Regions from separate parts of the Zea mays genome. Here region 1 is linked to region 2. The links are chromatin contacts, called in public Hi-C maps. All regions are on one chromosome and are shown on one strand. The core of a region is the stretch at or near the end of the contact, and the rest is flanking DNA. Distances in the headings are between cores, read along the strand shown.

Region 1 (6,636 bases), core at 1,017-3,516, 650 kb after region 2:
TGGCATGCGTTGTCGCTGGACAGGAGCCTTTGCACCCCAAGCAAGCAAGCGCCAAGGAAGCAGGCAACAGTTGCCGATTGGTCAGTGCTGCATGCTTAACCTCAAGAACGAACGTCACCACCGAGTTCTACCTCGCATTCATTACTTCACTTTAACATCCCAGACGCCTTTGCCTGGATTGCAGTTGCCACCAAACGAAACAGAACAGCCCCCACACCCGTATTCAATGAAGGCGCCATTGAAAAAACAAGCAGCTAGGTAGTAGGCAAAAGCGAGGGAGCCCACGACCACGAAGAACACCAAGGGGGAGGCGGAGCGAGCAAGGCCGGCCCGTGCTGCGGCTTCTTTCTATCTGGAAAAAGAAAAAGGGGAAAGCGGCAAGGACAGCGCAGGCAGGACAAGAGAAAGAGAGAGAAAGAGAGAGAGAGAGAGAGAGAGAGAGAGAGGCGGTCGTCTGAGAGCAGCTAGGACGCAGAATTATGATCGCAGTACCAGGCAGCAGGCTCCCAGCCATTGATCGACCGACGGGAAGGAAACAAACGAATGGCGACGGCGAGAGGAAGAAGAAAACACGAGCGCTGCGCCAAAAACGCTTTAAACCTGCGGCGACAAATCTCTGCGGTGGATGGAACAGGGAGGAAGGGACGGTGAGAAGCCGTGAATCTCGCTGGCTGTGGCTGTGGCTGTGTCACGGGTAGCCGTCCGGGCGATCGGAGCCGTGCACGACGGGGGCACGGCTGATTCGCGCGAGCAGATCTGGGACTGGGAGCTCTGCTCTGCTCTGGTCGTCTTCTGGTGTCCGCTGCAAAGTGCACAAGAGCAGCAGAAGCAAAGAAGGCACAGTACATTGCATGCGGATGCGGAGCGAGCGATGCCATTGCAAAAGACGGAGGGAGGGAGGAGCTGTTTGAATGGACAGCCAAAAGCAAAATGTTTCTATACCAAAATAGGCAGCGGTTTTTGTACTGATTTTTACACGCACGGGGCACGGGCACGGCAGGGCCAGGGGCTCCATTGCTGCCGCTGCTGCTACCATAGCATACCAAATACCATCCACACGCACCTGACACTCCGGAAAAGCAGAGTCCCAAAACAATGCTAGAGAAGCCTAGCGATCAGCGTGGCGATTAACGACGACGGGGGAGGGGTTAACGGTCACGGTCGGTGGTCGGTTAGTGCTCTAGTCCGGTGGTCCCGGGTCGTCGTCGGCGGCGGCGGCTAGACCTTGTAGATGATGAGGAAGCAGGGGAGCACGGCGCGGCTGTCCAGGACCACCAGCTCGCCGTTGCCCATGTCCACGGAGTCATAGGCGGTCGCAGCGGATCCGTGGGCGTGGCGCGAGGACGGGTGGTTGGCGGGGCAGACGCGGCCGGCGATGACGCGGCACACCAGCATCGCCCGCCGGCCGGCGGTGGCGGTGGCGGCGGCGGCGCTGGCGTGCGCGGCGCCGCTGCAGGCGAACGTGCGCACTGCAGAGACCGACGCGCCGAGGCGGCAGGTAGCGACGCCCGCGCCGAACACCCCGCCGCCGGGCGCGCGGCACTGGAACCGCATCATCTCGTTGCCGTCGGCGCCGCACCGCGCCGCGGCGCCGCGCGCGCGGGCCGCCTGGCGCGCCTCTTCGAACCGCGCCACCGCGCGCGGCGCGCTGTGCACGCGGAACAGCGCCTCCACCGCCGGCGACGGCGACGGCGACGGGCGCCCCGCCGCGTCGGCCCACCCGGACGCGAAGATGAGCTCCACGACACGCCGCGAGGAGTGGCCCTCGGGCAGCTCCGCCATCGTGAGGAACGCCGAGCTCACGGGCGGGCCCGGCGCCGGCGACGGCATGAACGACAGCGGCGCCCCGGCGGCGGCGGCCGCGTCCTTCGTCGCCATGGGCTTGGGCTTCTTCTTGGGCCGTGGCCGCGGCTCTCGCGTTTCCTTCCGCCTCTCCCTCTCCCTCCCCAGCTTCTTCCGCCTGGCCTGATGATGGGCGTACGCCACGGCGTCCATCACGTCCGCCGCCGCCGCAGTGGCGCTGGCGCAGGAGAAGGGGAGCGGCTGCGGCGGCGGCTTCTTGGCCGGTGACGGCGCGATGGCGGCGTCCGTGACGGCGTAGGAGGACCTGCAGCTGAGCGAGCGCACCCACGCCGTCGCCATTGTCCTTGGCCGCGGCAGCTCCAGCTCCTGTGGTTGGCTTTGCGGGTGGGTGGTGGTGGACTGGTGGTGGGCGCAGACCGCTGGCTCGTCTGCGGGTGTTATTATGGCTGCGGTCTGCGGATTTATTCACAGGCCCTGCCGGTGGGGCGCCGTGTCGCTGACAAAACTGTTTACAGATTACAGTGCGCTTGCTGCACCGGCTTACTAGACTACCCCACACCTAATAACCGTCAGTGACAGCCTGATAGGTGGGCGCAGCCTTGTGGGTCCAGGATGTCAGTGACGTTACCCGGTAGTGGTGGCCTGGTGGGAGTTACTCTGGTTTTACACGGCGGGTTTGTGCTGGATTTGGATGTGAGTTGGTTAACCTTTTTGAATTGCGGCTCCATTTGGAATCATGATTTGTTAGGGTCCCATTTGGGGGGTGGAGAGGTTGAGATCAGGGGTGGGGGAGCCCTGCTCTGCCCTCCTCGTCCCCCACCACTTTCGCTGCTGAGTTTTGTCTCTCTTTCGTAGCCTTTCCTTTACCCCTTATATGACTTCTGCTCTTTTTTAGATGAGCTGTGGTGCAGCATCGACCAGTGAGTGCCTTCTCTCCCACCCCCCTCCTCTGCCACTGTGGCGTACGTCTCGTGCGGTTCGCTGTGGCACCCGCCGGTGAAACTTGTCGGCGTGTATTTGTGTGTACATGTATCTGGTTTCTAGGTGCCTACACAAAAGGGACGTCTCCTTTGCGTTTTTTTGGCACGACCCTTTTCGACCTTGTGGTGGAGGACCGACCGACCCTCTTCGAATTCAAACTGTTGTGGAGCGGCCGGGGCGCTCAAGCCGAGCGCATGCAACTCCCTGCACGAATTTATGTAATCTGCTGCTGCATCGAATCAGTTACTGTATTGAAAACGGCGAGCGAGCTATTTACTTGGTCGCTGTCGCTGCTGGTCTCCGTGTCATCAATCATTCTCGTCTCGTGCGTCGTCTCCTGATCGTCTGTGCTGTGCATGTGTTGTGATTCCACGACCACTGCGTGGCAGGCTGACCGAGACGAAACGGGGCACGTTTTAGGCATGGTTCCGACGCGGCAGAATGTCAGCAGCGCAACGGCAGCACAGGTGCGACTCTGCTGCAAGTGAACGAGAATGATTCGGCGCGCGCGGCTACTAGCCACGCGTGCGAAACGAACGCTGGCCGACTCAGAAACTAATCCCGCGAAAACCGTACGTCGCGTGTTGTGGATTTGTGGCTGGCCGGGAACATTCGCAGCCACCACGTACGTCCACGTGTAGCTAGCTGCTGCACCACTTCGCGTACAGTACGCGGCTAGCTGCGCGCAGTAGGTCAGGAAGACGACGACATCTGACGACAAGATGGCTTGGAAGCAACGACTAGCTAGCTAGCTGCCTAGTATGATCTCACTGCGTTCTGTTAATCGATTAGACAATTGCGATCGGTGTGGTGTTAGTTAGTTGATGCGGATCGGACGATTCCTCTCGAACTCGTTTTTTTTATTCACAATGCGCCAACCGCAGAGAGAGAGCGCATATATGAACTAGTGGTGGCTCGCGTAGTTGACAAATGTAGCTTCGGATGCATGTGTAACGTAACCACAGAGAGAGAGAGAGAGAGAGAGAGAGAGGAAAAAACAAAATTATATTATCTCTGAAGCTAGCTAACTAGCTAGCGTTTGTTGTGCGAACCCGATGCGCGAAAACGTCGAACACGTGCAGGGATGAGAATAATTCGTTGATTGACAAACAGATGGGACTTCCGATGCTAGCTAGTAACTGATTCTTGTCCGTGCTCTGTGCATGCTGTGTGCTTTCACGGCCTTTGAGGGATCCTCCATATCCATGGCAATGCAATGCCAATGCAAGCTTCTCAGTCCGGCTCCACGACCTGCATGCCGGCCGGCCGGGCGGGCCGACGACGGCGAGCCCATCATTTCGAGCCAGAGAGCCGCGAAACCTGACTCTGGGTACGTGAACGTGATGATGGCGTTCTGCTATACTCGTATCGATCCGCCACTGCAGCCTGCCTCCGTCCGCGTGCATAGTGCTGGGAATCTGGGCCGGGCTTTTCAGGCCAGCACGAGCACGGCCCGAAAATAAGAGCCCAAAGCACGGTCCGGCACGAAATAATATGGGCCGGGCTAGCACGGCCCGAAGGCGGGCTTGGGCCGGGCCTCAAATTCCGACCCGTCGGGCCCCCAGCACGGCACGCATAAATGGGCCGAGCTTGGGCCGGCACGGCCCAATTAAGCCCAATCTGTTTAATCTCTTTAATTTAGTAAGATATTGACTTTATATTGTTGTTATATTTAGAGTTTATGTGGTTAAATGATGCTATAATTGTTTAATATCTTTATTTTAGTAAGATATGCACTTTATATGGTTATAATGTTTTGATTTTATGTGGTCAAATATACGGGCCGGGCTTGGGCCGGCACGGCCCAACGAAGGCACGGCGTGGTTTAGGGCCGGGCTGGGCCACTGTTTTTATACTTCGGGCTGGCACGGCACGGCCCAAAAATTGTCTGGGCTTTCTTGGCCCGAACCCGTTTGGCACGAAACACGATGGGCTTGGGCCGGGCCGGCCCGGCACGGCCCAATTCCCAGCACTACGCGTGCATGCCGATCGAGCTAGAGAACCCCCGGCCCGGCCGATCATTCCCGAATCGGGCGGACCTAGCGGGTGGTCCATATGGTCCACGGCACACCCTAAGATCACATAAGTGTAGTTAGTATAGTGGTGTAAGTGCTATATTTTAAACTTGGTGGTCAAGGTTCGAGTCTCGTTGATCCTTATTTTTTGTTTGTTTTTTTTATTTTTTTCTTGGCACACCCTAAACATAGCAGCTGGGTCCGCCACTGGCGAATCCATGCGTCCATCTCCATCCACCTCGATCCGTCGCCCCCCAGAGACCCGATCATTGCGGCATCCAGGGCTCTCACGTCCGCGTCCAACACAACATATACATTTGGGTATACATTTGAGATGCGTTTGGTTGCGAGACAGCTAAGAACAATTAGGACGGAAACGTTATCTAATATTCTCTTTTGCCACTCCAATTTTGGAAACGTTATCTTAGGTCATGTTCGTTTGATCCCAAAACCATACGAATTGAGGGAGATTGGAAGGGATTAGAGAGGATTTTGACTTGCACGGGATTTAATCCCCCTCAATCCCTATAAATTAGCACAAAACGAATAGGGCCTTAGATTTATTTTCTCTTTTCTCCTTTTTCCCACCTACCTCTTTCTCTATGCTATGGTCCAGTTTGTAACATCCATCTCCCCCTAATTTGTACTTATATGCACTTATAAATGGGGAAAAATCGGTAGGGGGTTTTCGCCCCTCTGTTCTTTTAAAAAAAATAAACTAGGGGTGCTTGGCCTCTTGCCTTCCTTACCCGGAATATATGGGCATGCAATCGCCTGATGCAAAAGCAGAGCAGTGCACTGACCACCTACCCCGATTTACCAAGCCGGGGGAATAGATTGGTTAGGAGAGCTAGGGAGGAAAATATATACTATGCATGCATGCGTGAATGAACAAGTGTTGGATACAGTTGCACCCAACATCCAACTTCGGCCACAGGAGACGATGCCAGCCATTGCTAGCGTGCATGTTCGCCGCCGCTTGACACGCTACATGATGGTTCTACGCATACGCCTTTGCTTTTGCTTGGCATCCAAGAGAGTAAACTAGCAGCAGCGTCGTATATATATTGTACGTAATAATAGACCAGGGGTTCCATGCGTATATAGAGAGAGTAGTAGAAAACGGACGCTGTCACGCACTGTGCTTTGGTAGTTTCGGTGGGCGGCGCCAAACGCGAGGTGCAGATCGACAAGCAAGTTAATGGAACGCCATTGCTTGCCTTAGAGCACAGCTGCACAGCCGCCGCCCGCCGCCCTGTGGTTTGCAGTCGCAGAGACCGATGGCTGTTGAATCACTCGCGTCGTCGATCGGTCAGGTAGATGGAAGACGACAGGACGTGCCATCCGTCGCGGGTGAACGGCAACTAGTCGGTACGTAGCTATGGTGCGGTGAAACGTGAAAGTTAAAACTAGCTAGCTAGGAGAGAAAAGCTGGCAGATAAGCTCCGTCCCGTCGACCTCTCTCCATCCGTCCAGTGCATTCCGCGGCCGTACACAATGGCAGCACATCACAGGCGCCGGCCAGGTCGCAAAAGGCCACCGGGAAAGGCACCGGCTTTTGCATTTTTTTTGGGCAGGACTGGAGGGGAGCAAAGGGTAGAGGGCGGCAGATGGGATGCATGGGAATATTCAAAGAACGATGGAAACAAAGTGCGGGGACGACGACCGGGATTGATAGAGGCGTGGCAACAAAAGCAGTGCCACAACGAACAAGAGACGACGATGTAGAGAAAAAAGCATGAGAGTTCGCAAGCAATCTGGAGTGGACTACTAGCGTGCGATCATCTGCCCCCGCCGGCGGCCGGCCGGGGACACGCCACATTGCCACTGCGCTGCC
Region 2 (7,331 bases), core at 1,644-4,143:
GTAAAAACTTGAAACTTAATGCCACAAAACTTGATTAGGAGTTAGCGCAATTAAGCCAAGTGGCTAGAGAGGAGAACTTGCACAACACGATAACCACAAAGAGATCAACACAGAGATGGCACAGTGGGTTATCCCGTGGTTCGGCCAAGTACAAAACTTGCCTACTCCACGTTGTGGCGTCCCAACGGACGAGAGTTGCACTCAACTCCTCTCAAGTGATCCAATGATCAACTTGAAGTCTCTCGCCCGTTTGCGAGGAATCTCCACAACTTGGAGTCTCTCGCCCTTACAATAAGAATCAATATGAAGCACAAGAGTAAGGGAGGGAAGCAACACACTCAAAACCACAACAAGTACGCACACACACGATCAAGACTTGAGCTCAAAACAATATCTCAAGGTTCTCACTAGAACGGAGCTCAAATCACTAAGAATGTCGAACAAGTGCGCATGAATGAAGTATGAGTGATCAACAATGCTCAAGGAATGCTTGGTGTTCTCCTCCATGCGCCTAGGGGTCCCTTTTATAGCCCCAAGGCAGCTAGGAGCCATTGAGAGCAATCTGGGAAGGCAATTCTTGCCTTCTGTCGCCTGGCGCACCGGACAGTCCGGTGCACCACCGGACACTGTCCGGTGCGGATTTCCTTCCTTATTTGGCGAAGCCGACCGTTGGCAGCCTTGGAGCCGTTGGCGCACCGGACACTGTCCGGTGCCCCCTACAAGCCATTGGCTCGGCCACGTGTCCCGCGCGGATCGCGCGGCCGACCGTTGGCTCACCGGACAGTCCGGTGAATTTTAGCCGTACGCCGTTAATTACTTCCCGAGAGCAGCAAGTTCGCCTGAGTCTGCCTGTCGCACCGGACACTGTCCGGTGCACCACCGGACAGTCCGGTGCACCCAGACTGAGCAGACTTTGGCTGAACAAAGCCATCTCTAATCTCAACTTGATTTTTCCTGTTTCCAGCACTTAGACACAATACATTAGTTTTTAAAACAATGTACTAAGTCTGAGAAACGTACCTTTACACTTGATTTGTACTTTGTCCACCATTTACACTTAGGCACTTGTGTTGGACACTAAATCACCAAAATACTTAGAAATGGCCCAAGGGTACATTTCCCTTTCACTAACCTATACATGGGAATATGTTGGATCTCGGCTAGAAATGGGTCCAGATCTCTTCCTATAAATATAAAGAGGTACGACCGATTGAGTACTTATTCGATTATATGTCGTATAGGAATGGATCTCGCCTAGGAATGGATCTCACCATAGGAATGGATCTCACCATATCAATCTTCACTTTTATTCGATTATATGTCGTATAGAGATCATCTTGGTTAGCCTACCGACCCCAAGACGACTCTAGGATCTTTCTCTGACAAGATTCCCCCGGGAGGCGAGATCCAGGTTCAACTGAGAGCTCTTTTGTGTCGTCGCGGACAGCCTGCTGCCCTACCACGGACGATCTAGGTGTATCGTACTTATCTTTATCTTCTATTTTAAACTTAACTCTATAAACAGTGGTTGTCGTAGCATGAGCAAGGCTAATTGGTTAGCATGGTGCATGGCATTTGTTTGACGCAGCATGTCGGGCATGTCTGGCTGATGAGTTTATTACTCAGCATATTTCGCATATATCTACGGCTAGATTACGCTACGTTACCGAACGCCCGAGTAAACATATACATAGCACCTAAGCGAAGTTAAACAAAAAGGAAAATATAAGCAATGATATGATCAACCCACTAGCAGGTCCAATGTTTCTCTGGCGCGAAACGAGGAGACAGGACACATCACGCATTGAAGGCCATGTGAGCCCCCCGCATAGTTTATTATCCCGTCATGGATCTCGCAGACTGGTTGATTGATTACGATCGAGTGATTAGCCCGGCTCCTCCCGCGGGGCGGTTGGCTAACAGCAAGGTTAGCTGAATGCACCCAGGTCGGTGCGGTGCTGTGCGGGTTGGCGTCGGAGTCCGCCAATAGTTTTTTTTTTTGTGTGTGTGTGTTGTTCATGCCGGGACTTGCAATCCGAGAGCAGTTTACTGGCATGACGCATGCGCGCTCCCACAGTCGGTGACGTTGATTGTGTTTCAAATGGTCTGGCTGGTGTCTGTAGTTTCTCTCGTGCTGTTTTGTTTATAGCTGAACGAGTTTTTTTTAAAAAAATCCGGTAGCAGTGCAAAAGTCCAAGCCATGAGACAAAAGTATCCGCCTTTTATTTTTCACCCTCGGTAGCCGCGGAAGTATTGGGACTTGGGAGCTTTGGTACTACGTACTACAATACAATATATACTTCTTCTTCGCGTAATATACTATACGTACAATACACTGTACTGCTGAGGGGGAGGCGATCGCATCTCTCAACTGACGAATCGAGGCAGCAGCTGGCGTGGCGGCCCGGCCTGGTTTGTGCTGTGCTGTGCTGTGCTGTGCTGACGGCAGCGCGGGGGGCAAGAAAATCATTTTGACGTGGTTGCTTCGTGCTCATGGAAACATCTGCATCAGTTGTCGGTACTATGTTTAGTCCGTCACCTGCCAGCGAGTTAACAACACCTACCTAGCTATATGCCTATATAGCCCGTTGCTGCTTCGGTGACGGGTTGCGGGGCCCGCATAAACAACTGCGACTAGTATACAGTACGATGGTGGTAAGTGTAGTACAGAACTGTACAAAGACACTACATATATATTTGTGGTGGATTTTTTAGTGTTTTTTCTTCCCACAGGCGGCAGTGTTGTGAAAGCCCCGTGAACATCATCACTTTTCACAATGCAAGGCCCAGTGAAGCGTGGCCCAGCAAAACGCATGCCTATCCCAGTGGACTCCACAAGGCCCAAATATACATGCCAAATCCGCTTCCAGTTTTCTCCCCCACTGGATACAGCACACGAGGCCCGAACAAAGCCCACCCAGCTTCCTTCTGTCTCCACCGCCGCCGACGACGAGCCGCGCAACCCAACTCACCGCACGACGACTCGCACTGATCGGAGAGCCAGCGAGCGAGCGAGCGAGATGGCCGGGAGGTTAACCGCAGCAGGGTTCCGCGTCCTTGGCGGCGGCGGCGCACGCGCCGCGGCCGCGGCCGCTGCCCTCCGGCACCGCGCCGGCATGGGCCTCCCCGTCGGCCGCCACATCGTCCCAGACAAACCCGTAAGTCTCCCGCACCCCGAGTCCAGATCCAAATCCGACCCTCGCTCGTGCGTCCTCTCCTCATCTGCGCGCCAGTGAGTTGCCGTCTCAAACCGATTGGATTCTGGGGATTTTTTCTGTTTTGGGTCGCAGCTGCCCGTGAACGACGAGCTGGTGTGGGACAACGGCACGCCCTTCCCGGAGCCCTGCATCGACCGCCTTGCCCCGCACATCGGCAAGGTATTACGGGACCTGATCAAACACGTCGTGCGTTGCGGCGTCATATGCGTCTGGACTGTTTCTGATTTGGCTGTTTCATTGGTTCTGTGTGTTTGCTGCTCGATAGTACGAGGCGTTGGCGTGGCTGTGCGGAGGGCTGGGGTTCTTCGCTGCCCTCGGTGTGGCTGCGGTGGTGAACGATAAGGCCTCCAAGATACCATATGTGAGTGTGCATTGCTAACCGTTGTTTCCCTGATTGCATTTCGATCTTCCAGTGTTTGTTGTGCTATAGATATCCCTCCACCTACTATAACTAGGGAAAATATCCTATGCAATCACTTATCCTGGTGCAAGCATGCAATCAAGCGATCTGGTGCATCCGATCTAGATCTAATGGTAACTGTTATTTTACATTTAACCCCTTCCACCTGAAACCTAGTGTCTATTTTACATTTAACCACTTCCATATGAAACCGTTGGATCTAGACTGGATGCTCTGGATAGTTTGATTGCACGCTTGCACAAAAATGAGTGATTGCACATGATATGTCCTCCTATAACTATGTTTCTTATGATTTTTTTTAAAAAACTAGCTTCCGTGGGTTATTCGTAAGTCACTATAAGATAGTATATTACTTCAAAAGTTTTTATCAGACGAAATGATATTATATCATGGTTCTCACGGCACCATAGCGAGGCGAGTAGCCAGCCAGGCGCCTCTGCCTAGGCGTCCTGTCCAGCAGCAGCTAGCAAATATGCAAGTATGCAAATGCAACATATATGAATACATGACATCAAATAATAGCAAATAAAATATACTTCCATTTTGCAACAAGTAGCAAGCAGCTATATAAGTCCACCAAATACATGGTAAAGTGAATAACTGATAAAGTTTAAAGTGGTAGCTAATAAATATGTGCATATGGCATACTGCCCTAAGTCCCAGAAGGGCTAAAGCCTTAGGCCTAATGTCCTAACCAATATCTGGCCAAAATCCATACTTCCAAGTTCCAACCAGGATCCTTTGACTTCACCTTCCTCTTAGGATCATTCGATGGATCAAGTGAAACATGTATCTCTTCCTGTCTACCTTCCGCTCCAGCATCCATGTCCTATCTATACTTTGCTCTATGGTGTATCAGCAAGACAAGTAGACAACAACATATATCAATCAAGCAATACTAGGAACTCAGAGGAGGAGAGGATCAGAGAAACAATGCCAGCAACTCAGAGTCAGAGGAGAAGAGCAGATGAGGAGAACTGAAGAGGAGTGGGCACGGCTGCCGGCTAGCGCATGGGCGTAGCGCGGGCACGACGCAGCACAAGGACGGGGGTGGGCGCGGTGCGACCAGCACGGGGGAGCACTGGCAGCCTGAGGAGTGAGGAATCAAGTGACGACGACAAAAGGAGGAAGGAGAAGCGAGAGGACAAGTTTAGAGTAAGTTAGGGCTCATTGGAGCCTAGCTAAAGAGCAAGGCACTGTCACCACGTCGCCTGGGAGATGCCTAGTCGTCATGGCGTCCTTCAAGGTATTCAGGTGCTCGCCTTTCTTGGTTCAGACGAGGTGACGTGCCATGGCGTCCTTCGTCGGCCTGTTGGACACCTAGGCGATGCCATGACAACCATCTACTATATTGCTTCCAAATGTTGATTGGACCCTTGTGGGAGATGTCTATGATTTTGCATGCTTGTAGTGCTTGGAAAGAGAGTGCCACATAAGTTGAAAGGCAAGTTCTACATGACAACGATTAGGCCTGCTATGTTATATGGGGCTGAGTGTTGGCCTACTAAGAGACGACATATCCAACAACTAAGTGTCACAGAGATGCGTATGTTGCGTTGGATATGTGGGCACACAAGATTGGACCGAGTGAGAAACGATGACATACACGATCGGCTAGGAGTAACGCCAATTGAAGAAAAACTTATTAATCACCGGTTGAGATGGTTTGTGCATGCCCATCGGAGACCCCCAGAGGCACTGTTGCATAGAGGCATCATAAGACGGGACAATAATGTGAAGAGAGGTAGAGGACGACCAAACTTGACATGGGATGAGGCAGTCAAAAGGGACTTGAATGAATGGAATATCCCAATGGAGTTGTGTTTGGATAGAAGTGCTTGGAAAGACGCTATCCACGTGTCCGAACCGTGATTTTGCTTGGAAAGGTGCTGCGGGGGGCCACTGGAACTTGCTCGGGGTCGGGGTGCTACGTCGCGGCGCCGGCGGCTCCGCGACTGTGTCCTGTGCGGTGTCGGTGCCTCTGTGACCGTGTCCTGTGTGAGGCGTCGACGGCTGCTAGGGAGAGCGACTGCTATGCGGACTAGACGGGCGAGCGGTTGCGCCTATGCAACTGCGATGTCGGCACCTCCGCAGTCATGTCCTGTGTGGCGTTGGCGGTTGCTTGGGAGAGCAACTGCTGTGGACTGGACGGGGGAGCGTCTGCACCGTCCGTCTTGTGCCTGATCGTTCTCAAATCCTAACCCTAGAAGCCCACAAAGCAAACTACAGGCCACGAGCTCTAGAAGCCCATCAAAAGAGGAAGGTCTAAACTGGTCGTCCCATACTAAATCGGGTGACTAGTCGTGACTAGTCGCCGACTAGTTGGACGACTAATATTCTAGTCGGTCTAGTCGCATCGATGACCCTAGTTGGTTGCAGTCTACCGACTAGTCTGACTAATCGAGATTAATCGCGATTAGTCGGACGACTTGAAAACATCGACCTTTGTTTTTAATAGGCTGAAATGAAACAAGACAATGATCTTTTATTCACTCCACCTTTCTAATAAAAAGGAACAAGGAAAAAGTCAAATTCTACGGTCAAACCCACATCCATCCTATCATTCGAAAACTCCATAAGAAAAGAAGATTAAGTTGTGCTTCACAAACAATGCAAATAACGGTGCTTCACGCTGCCTGTTGACAACGTACCTCGACGAAGATGGTGTGCATGAGGCAACCGACGACGGAGGTGATGTTGGCGGTGATGACTCAGAGTTGAAGCTCCTCGACGGCGCGATAGACCCAGGCCATGGCGTCATGGCCTTGTTGCATGTCACGTTCATCACTAGCACGCAATCGTCCGTCTCAGACACGTGCAGCTCTAGGACCTCCATCGTCGCTGGGACAGCGGAGGGCACGGGTTGCAGGAGCACATTCTCGCCGTGCTCGTGACCGCAACGCCCCTCGCCAGCCTTGAGCACGTGCCTTGTACAGCGCCTGCCGCTCCTCCGCCTGCAGTTGCTCGATGTACTCAGTTGCGTCCTTGATGATTGACGCCTTGTCCATCTACGATGCTATCGCGAACTGGAATGACCTAGTGGTGGTTTCTGCTGTCAGAACAAGATGTCTCCTCATTGGATTTGATTGGACCTCACCCACCATCAATCCCTCGGTGATGCGATGCAATGCCAACGGACGAACTGAACTCACCTTTTGGCACGCCAATGCGCATCACATAGAGCTTCTTGTCGGTGTGGAGGAGCGCAGTGGAGCCAGGGTGTCGGGTACCATAATTAGGGGTACCCCCAATACTCCTAAGCATGGATGGAAAACATCTTTAAAACAAACTGTAAAGACCGGTAAGCACAGCTCAAAGTTAAAGCCTCATCTACCAAGGGGCGCGATCTCGTCTCGCCCAAGCCCGGCCTCGGGCAAGAACAGTAGTCTCGGACGGATTCACGCCTCACCCGAGGGCCTTCTCAGGCAGTAGACGCACCCCCGGCTCGCCCGAGGCTAAGCTCGGGCAAACATTGTCGTATAGCAACCTCGGCCAAATCGCCTTACCGCCGACCGTATCGCATGCACATTTAATGCAGGGATCACCTGACACCTTATCCTGACACGCGCGCCTCAGTTGGTAGGGTCGAAATGACCGCAGTCACTTCACCCTTTTACTGATCGTTCTGACAGGAAAAGAACACTATTCACCCCGTTCCGACTACTGTGCCAACCACCAGGGTAAGACTAACA

The links. Hi-C and Micro-C count contacts between places; a contact is called where the count stands out from the background.
Region 1: a Hi-C map of tassel shows a contact between it and region 2, with 3 times the contacts expected there. The contact joins the promoter of LOC103637635 here to the promoter of LOC100274725 in region 2. A contact is called at or near these places in 2 of 25 Hi-C or Micro-C datasets (ear and tassel).

Annotation. Positions count from the first base shown.
Region 1 is chr1:90,310,028-90,316,663 of Zm-B73-REFERENCE-NAM-5.0, forward strand. It overlaps LOC103637635 (zinc finger (C2H2 type) family protein), which reads right to left and starts at 2,267. Exons shown (of 1, transcript XM_023301293.2): 1 at 900-2,267. The coding sequence starts at 2,142. The coding sequence ends at 1,219.
Region 2 is chr1:89,658,729-89,666,059 of Zm-B73-REFERENCE-NAM-5.0, forward strand. LOC100274725 (NADH dehydrogenase [ubiquinone] 1 beta subcomplex subunit 8 mitochondrial) reads left to right here and starts at 2,894. Exons shown (of 4, transcript NM_001149025.1): 1 at 2,894-3,158; 2 at 3,291-3,377; 3 at 3,484-3,579. The coding sequence starts at 3,021.